Linked DNA regions of Zea mays: regions 2 and 3 are each linked to region 1. A link is a contact called in public Hi-C data. All regions are on one chromosome and are shown on one strand. Each heading gives the region's core, a stretch centred on a gene start, on an enhancer-like site or on the middle of the called end of the contact. The rest is flanking DNA. Distances are from core to core; before and after follow the strand shown.

Evidence for each region. A called contact is a pair of places that touch in the nucleus more often than the background predicts.
Region 2: a contact with region 1 is called in a Hi-C map of leaf, with 5 times the contacts expected there. The contact joins the promoter of LOC100192041 here to the promoter of LOC100273186 in region 1. A contact is called at or near these places in 3 of 25 Hi-C or Micro-C datasets (ear and leaf).
Region 3: a Hi-C map of endosperm shows a contact between it and region 1, with 5 times the contacts expected there. The contact joins the promoter of LOC100272313 here to the promoter of LOC100273186 in region 1. A contact is called at or near these places in 7 of 25 Hi-C or Micro-C datasets (bundle sheath, ear, endosperm and 2 more).

What each region holds. Positions count from the first base shown.
Region 1 is chr8:132,334,113-132,336,812 of Zm-B73-REFERENCE-NAM-5.0, forward strand. It overlaps LOC100273186, which reads left to right and starts at 1,264. Exons shown (of 2, transcript NM_001147631.1): 1 at 1,264-1,443.
Region 2 is chr8:132,044,784-132,047,600 of Zm-B73-REFERENCE-NAM-5.0, forward strand. It overlaps LOC100192041 (transducin family protein / WD-40 repeat family protein), which reads left to right and starts at 1,532. Exons shown (of 9, transcript NM_001137464.1): 1 at 1,532-2,015; 2 at 2,156-2,275. The coding sequence starts at 1,644.
Region 3 is chr8:132,662,341-132,665,040 of Zm-B73-REFERENCE-NAM-5.0, forward strand. LOC100272313 reads left to right here and starts at 1,305. Exons shown (of 3, transcript NM_001146797.1): 1 at 1,305-1,708; 2 at 1,882-2,011; 3 at 2,119-2,700. The coding sequence starts at 1,576. LOC103635907 reads right to left here. Exons shown (of 13, transcript XM_035961804.1): 2 at 316-589.

The sequences.
Region 1 (2,700 bases), core at 14-2,513:
CGTCTTTATGTTGCTACCTCCTTCTCCGCGTCCGTCATTGGTGGAGGATTCGGGGGAGGAGGTACCCAACGCTTAAAACGCTCATGACTAGTCCTTACACACAACCAATTAGCGAAAAGAAGATATCGAGGGTCAAATTTATCAGGACTGTCCATCCACTGGAAAAAGAAACACCTTAGGTGCTCCTAAAAAATGGAACGAAGCATTATTACACATCTAGTAAACAATATTAAGTCACAAGTCATCAGCTACGTACGTTAAAAACGCCACAAAGGTAGAAGCAGCGAGCAACCATGTCTGGATGTATGGATTGACATACCCAAGCCAGTCTGCCACTGTCAAAGTTAGACACATGAAGTTCAAGAGGAACAGGAGCATCCTTACTAGATACGTCCGGATATAACTCTCGAGGACGACCTCTCTTCTGCCACAACGCCTCCCAGTACATGTCTTTCATCTAAGAAACGATTCTATATTAACACAAGTACCTAATAGACTTTATAATCGGATTTCACAAACTATCAAACCAAATGTAGTCATCATATGAACTATACTATATATTATAGGAGCAACAATGGAAACTAATAATCGAAAAATTACAACCCAATATACAAATGAATAAGTCAGACACCATACCTTGGTCTACAAAGTATTCCAACTCGAATCTTTGAATGTAGGAACTTTGAAGAAGTTTTGAATTGAAAGGAAATGAGCTCTTCTCGGCCAGCAGCGCGGTCGTTTTATAGGCCTGCCTAGCTCGGCGCCAAGATCTGTGGCGCCGAGCTAGGAGGCCACGTCGGCGCTGCATCGTCGCCACGCCAGCCCTAGCCACCAGAAGCTGCCTACGCCATGTCAGAGCTCGGCGCTATAGCCTAGTGTTAACTCGGCGCCATGGCCTACAGCGTCGAGTATCGGGTCCAAATCAGGAATTAAATCCTCGAGTGGTCTAAATATATTTTTTGTCACAAAAATGGTTAAAAACAAAAAAAATCAGTCTAGAACGATGGATTTTATGAAATAAAAATAGAAAAAATTGCTAAACACTCTTTTCTTTATTTTTAAGGGCTAGTTTAGAAACCTCATTTTTTTCAAAGAATTTTTATCTTTCTAAAAGAAGTTAATTATTTTTTAATTATTTTTTATGGGAAAATAAAAAATACCTAGAGAAAATGAGGTTACCAAACTAGTTATTTTTCTTAGAGCTCACGTCTCGATGATCCTTATCGTTGGCCAAGGTCAGTTAATTTTTCATCGGCGAAGCCAGATTTGCTTTTTTCCGTCGCGTTAGCACAAGAACGGCTCCAGCTTCCGAGTGCTGAAGCCAGAGCAGAACAAGCTCTTTGAGAAGCTATGGGCGCCTATGCTAATCGGGCCTAATAATAGTTCTCGGCGCGTTTCCTACCGTCTCGCACTTGCTCCTCCTGTGACAGCGAAGGCGACGAGGTAAGAGCGGGATTCCCCTCGAGATGAACTTTCGTTATTCTTATTGCTGCAAACTTCAACTGCTCCTCTTAATCCACGCCGATTCGCTCTGCCTTGCGCTACATCCGCGAAGCTAGATTGTTTAGTTTGGCTTGAAATCGATCGCCTGTGGGAATTGGGATCGGTGGATTGAGTTCAGCTGGGATGGTACGGTTATTTGGCTTGCTGTTTCCCTGGATTGAAGCATATTGGGTATTTTTGGGTTCGATTGTGTTTGCGGCGCGAGACGGGGATTCAGAAGATTGGCGTTCCTCGAGTGATCCGATTGCGAGCATGCTGTGAAGCACTTCGTGGAGGGTTTCGCCTCGCTACCCAGGTGCATGGATTGGGGGATTATTGAACTGCAAGTAGCGTTGTGACGTACCTCATAGAATTTTGGCTTTTCGGCCAAGGTAGCATCATAGTGTGGGGACTAATGTTGTGTTTGATGGAAGCTGGAGAGGATTAGCAAGGCACCGTACGTGGCATAGAAATAAATTAGCTTGCTGAATTGGTGAGAGCCTAAAAGATGCAGTGGTGACCAAAGCCTGAGGATGCTTAGAATACATCCTGTCCTTTGTCATACGGTGAAGCTCAACTGATCAGGTCGTTACCCCTTCTGCATAGCAATATGCCATTTATGACCCGCACGTGGCAAGTGATGACTATGGTTAAATATATATGATTTCAGAATGACAAATCATGAATCAGTTCCCTAAACAAATGGTGTCCCTTAAAAAGATGGCCTCTCTAGACAAGCATCAAAATCTAAATTCCTTGTGTGCATTATTTCAATATCTGCAAAGGCTCATCGATGGTGAAATTCTAGTATAACCATATCCACCCAGCTATGTGTACAGTGACTTATTACCCTGGAAATAACATTTTGCTATCAGATTCTAATGCTGGTTCATACTAAACATGTGAACTTATTCCTGTTGAGTGAAAAAAGAGAAATCACCATTTTTATTTAGTACCTGATTTATATTCTTTTTTTTTACTAAAAAGCTCAAGATTCTGCTCTTCTTTGAGAATTTGAGCTCCCACCCTTTTTTATACTGTATGGTTCATATCGAATGTAAAGGACTTGCACAGTAACACCAATTTTTTTAATGACATGTTTGTGAGCAGCCCATGATCCCCACCCACACGATTATATATATGCCCCTACAGAAATTTATCTGGTTAAACTATAATAACATGATAGAATTTCAATCATGAATACAGAAGGATTTTCAG
Region 2 (2,817 bases), core at 282-2,781, 290 kb before region 1:
TAATCCTCAAGTGCATGCTCCGCCGCCTCGGCGGCCGGATCAAGATCCATCTAGGGATTTTGACCGGCTCCTCACAGCGTCACCGGCTCCTCAACGGCCCAAGCCAGCCCTAGGGGTGGGCAGAGTGGGCGGCCGCCCAGGGCCTCCGAAGTTATGGGAAAAAATATATATTAAGTATAAGTATATATTGTGTGTTATGGATATTTAGTATTTGGTTTTGGATCAAACACTATTTAATAGTCTGTTCACTAGATGTAGCTTGTTGGAAATCTAAGAAACAAATCGATGAGCCTATTGCAGTCACAGATAAAACAAATCATCGTGGACTCCTAACACGACGTGGCGACGTCCTGAGTGCATCCTATATTATATGTTATATGTGTGTATTTTTCAATCTCATGAACTAATGATTGTTCATTGATATATTATATGTAGGATTTTAAAGTCAAAATTTTTATCCCAAACTCTTATTTTACTTGGGCACCAAGTGAGTAAAAGGCCAAGATAAGAGATTTTTGAATGGAGTATTGTCTGCTACATGAATTTTCGAGAAAGTCGTAGAGGTGAATTGTTATCCTAATGTCTCTAGTGCCTATCGAATCTTAGTGACTGCTCCATCTACTACCGTAATTTTTTTAAAAACTAGAATTATTGAAAAAACAATTTATGACCAACAATAATGTTTTCAAAAACTTTATATGTAAATATATATTAGATATATAATATATATAGAGTGAGATATAATAGAAGCCTCTAAATTAGGGCATGTTTGTTTCAGCTTATAGATTATATAATCTGGATTATAATCTAAATTATATAATCTATATTATAATCTAGACATATTATAATCTACATATAGTTGTTTGGTAGTTTAGATTATACAAATGTAGATTATTCATAAAAACAGCAGTACCCTTGTTTGTTTATTTAAGGTGAGAAAAGAAGAATGACATATATTGTAATTTATATTTACATAATTATGGATAGTGGGTCTTTTGCCAAAATAATCTCAAATAAGCTACTCTTGAGGAGATTATGAGATTATCATAATATGGTCTTTAGATTATTAATCTAAACCTATAATCTAGGTGTTTGCTTACTTGTTGGATTATTTGAGCTGAATTATATAATTTAGAGAGATTATAATCCGAAAGAAACACGACCTTAGTTTTCGTCGCCCCTAGTATGCATATGCTAGGACCGGCCCTGCAACGGCCTTCAATACATGGTATGCTGCTGTCAGTTGTCACAGGCTCACCGAGTCCTGGACTCCTGGTTGCCGGTTCACCGTCGGAGCCTGACGTCACGCCACACGCCACGCGCGGGTAACACGGCCGGCGCCTGCACGGCGCCCGCGGCTCCGCGCGCTCGTCCTACTTGCCATCCGTCACTGGACGGGCCACGCGACTGCGATCCCTGCCACACGAGCGCAACGCGCCATGGGTCCGGCGTGCCAGTGAGAGCGGGAGAAGCTCGGACATCTCCGGTATGGTTCCACTGGTCCAGGGGACAAAATCTGCTGCCAGTTTCTGCAATTGCTTGTTTTTTTTCGCTGTGTTTTCAGTGGAGGGACATCTTCTCCAGCGATTCAGCGCGGGATCCTGCTGGACTGGCCTGATCCCTCCGTGCTGGTGTCGGCGAGCATGCAAGGAAGGATGCGAGGCGCGCGGCGGAGCGCGCGCGGGGAATCGTCCCGGAAGGCGGCGGGCCGCGAGGTGGAGCCATTCACGCTGTGCGGCGAGATGTCCCATCTCACCAGGGCCACGTCAGAGCCGTGCCGCAGGGCTCGCGGCGCCGCCTTCGCCCGCCGGGCGAGGCCCTTCTCGGCGTACGAGCTGGTGTCGGCGCGGGAGGCCGGCCGCGCGGGCGGCGCCGGGTTCTCCGCGGCCGATCGAGCCTACCTCGGCAGGCAGCACATCCCCACCAAGGGGCCGTGGGGCGTCGACGACGTGGAAAGCGAGGCCTACGTCTCGCAGTTCTCCGCCGATGGCTCGTTGCTCATCGCGGGGTTTCGGGTAGGTGCTCGGTTTTTGCTGATAGCCTGATACGGTTTGATGTTGGTTCTTGTGCTTCTGCTAATGAGAAGTTGGGTACATAGAAGTTGTGTAGTTTAGTTGCTGACGATTCTCCTTTGTGAAAAAATTGTGACGATAAGGGAAGCCGCATCAGAGTCTACGACGCCGAGAAAGGGTGGAAGATCCACAAGGATATAAGCTGCAGAAGTGTGCACTGGACGGTTTCAGATATTGCTCTCTCACCTGACCAACGATTCCTTGTAAGCATCTTTTTTTTTGAGCAAATTCCTTGTAAGCATCTTGAGCACTGGATCTCTTACTGCTATCTGGGGGGCAAGTTGAGCACCAAAAGCTTCTTCTAAGGCATATTTTGCCCCTGCTACTATTCCTGTAAGTTTGGTATTAGCATTACAGGGCTTCAGCTTCCACAAATTTAACGGCTTTTATATATGACTGTGAGTTGGATTTCTGATTTGCAACATGTTCAGCGTGTTTACTGTTTAGGGCTGCCAGTGGCCATACTAGCTGGATGCCTACATGTCATAAAAATCTTCTAATATTGAATGACTCATTGAGAATTCTAATAGCATGGGAGCTATGGCAACATCGAAATGATTGTGTCTTCAATATTGCTTCTCCGTGTGAATTCTTGATCGTGCACGTGCAGACAGAGGAGGAAGGAAAGCTATGATGCGCAGCAGGGGCTCAGAGCTTCCGTAGGTTTTATAGAGCGTCTTGTCCTTGCGATCGTTACATAACTCAAGTGTCGCACGCATGGTCTTAACTCAGTGCTTTGTGATGT
Region 3 (2,700 bases), core at 55-2,554, 330 kb after region 1:
TTTAATTGGCGAGGAGCATCCGCCCTCACATGCATGGGCACACAGACGACGGATGCCGTTACAATCCTAATCATGGATAAAGAAACGCTCGTTCCCTAGACAAGCAAAAGATACCCAGCAATAATACGCCAATTGACTAGCCCGTTCCCAGTACATTACTCAGAGAGAAATTTGTCTCCTCCAGTGGACCCCTTTTTTGTATGAAAGAAGAAAACAAAAATTCAAGGGCGCTTAAGTTCCCTCCTTGCAGTGATCAGTGCCTCCATTGACGCTAGCGACAGTCAATCGGACAAATCATTAATTATACTCGCGTACCTGCATCGCGATTATGGGAAGCTTGATTCTTGACAGACATCCAGCGCCCGCGACGTGCTTCTATTGGTGTTGGACCGGAGCAGTAACCATTTCTGATTAGAATTGCTAGCTGCCGGCCGGCGATAAACAAAGGAAAGATGCTCTCTGTCCTGGAATACGAACATCACTGACATCGCCTTTTTTTTCCCTCCCCCCACGACCCTAACTGTGATGATTGACCAAGCCTTTTCCTTCCTCACCAGAAAGAAGTGACCCAGTGAGTGAGTTACCGTACCTGAAAAGCAAGAAGAAAAAAAGGACAACACTTTGGTCTGACGCATAAAATCTTGCAGGTGACAAAGAAAATGAGATGCACATGCACGGAACGAACAGCAGCTAAGACAAGGAGTCTTAATTAGCAACAGATGAAAGGTGGACAAGAGGCCTCTTCCCAACTGTGTGCTCTGCCGTGCATGGAGCACCCGTGACACAGAAGTAGCTGCGGAAAAGAGAGAGAGAGAGGGAGAGAGAGAGAGAGAAAACCGGCTGCTAAATGTCACAGTCACTTACCATGGCAGCAAGAGCATCAATCCGTGTCCTAATAACATGAACTCTGGTCTTTCAAAAAAAAATAAATAACATGGACTCTGAATATGGACACGCGTGTTTCACTTTCACTGGGCTTGTGCCCGAAGAAACACACCGGGCATGCATGGGAACCGGGGTGCAAAGGAAGATGGAGGGTGGTTTAATGTAACAGTTTCTTGCACAAAGGTCACGACAATTAAATATCGGTGGAGGTGGCTACGGGGCTACCCCACCGATTTTGGCACCAGACATAGATTCTTAGGAGATGATGAGGCAGACGCCCACACACACAGCCGGAAGCAGGCCAAGGGAAGGGCTAAACCTCCATCCCTTGGCACAAGCCCCACAAGCCACAACCACCACCTCCACCTCCACCACCACCTTTAAAAGAAGGGTGCTAAAGGGCTGTCCTGCGAAGAAAAGGAGAGGAGTGCCCCTAGCCTTTCCTTGCTTTCCACTGAAATCTCCTATCTGCAGCCATGCAGTTGCTCAATCCTGGCCTCAGATGAAGCCCAACCATTCATTGGTATATAAGTCGCTACAACCTTTGCAATTTCCCACTACTTCAGAACATCGTCGAAGAAGCTCTGTGCTACCGGAGAAGGTGTTCGTCGTCGTGCATAATTATACATTCCGCAGACCTGTAAGCTCTGTGAGTTTGGTTGGAGCTCCCAGGTTCTGCATTGCGTTGAGATGGGGAGGCATTCTTGCTGCTACAAGCAGAAGCTGAGAAAGGGGCTCTGGTCCCCTGAGGAGGATGAGAAACTCATGAATCACATAACAAAGCATGGCCATGGCTGCTGGAGCTCTGTTCCCAAACTCGCTGGTATGTACGATGAAATTTTTCTTCCCTTGGTCCTCAGTTATCAACTCTCAATCCTCCCCTTCTCCTCCCTCTGCATTTTTCTCATTTCCAATTGCCAGCTGAAACCCCTCTTGTCTCTCAAATACCTCTCGGTCAGTTCAATTATCTAAATTCGAGAAGACAAATTGTTGCAGGGCTTCAAAGGTGCGGAAAGAGTTGTAGGCTGAGGTGGATAAACTATCTGAGGCCAGACCTCAAGAGAGGGGCATTCGCCCAAGACGAAGAAGACCTCATCATCGAGCTGCACGCTGTCCTCGGGAACAGGTAAATTTGAAGCCTGAAGAAGTAGTATCAGAATTCTAGACTGCATATGTGCAAAGCAGCAGTTGGTAATTTAGCTGATATTAGCACTTTACTTTTTCCATGAGAAGGTGGTCTCAAATTGCAGCGCAGCTGCCAGGGAGGACTGATAATGAGATCAAGAATCTATGGAACTCGTGCATCAAGAAGAAGCTGAGGCAGAAAGGCATTGATCCCAACACCCACAAGCCACTTACTGAGGCTGATCGCGGCGGTGCAGCTCCCACCATCAGCACCGAGAGAACCTCAGGGTCCAGCGACGTCAACCCATCAAGCACTGGTCCTCTGGGGAACTTGAGCCCCCTCCTCAGCGAGACGGCTCAATCATCAATGCTGATGCCCGTGTACGACAAGAATCGTGCTGAAACACCAAACTTGGCACGCCCTAAGCTGCCACCAAAGGAGCTGTTCCTGGAGCAGCTTACTGCTGGACATGAGAGTCCATCAACCTGCCACTCATCAGGCCAAACTCTCTATTTCCCTTTCCAACAGCCTTTAGGCTACAACAGTGAGAGTGGCAGCAGCGATGGGGCGAATATGAATTCACTCTGGTTCAACCAGAGTGACTTCAACTGCAGCACAATTTCTACAGTGATGCCGCCAGTTTCACCATCGGCCCTCTCTACATCAATGGGGCTGAATCTTCCACCTGA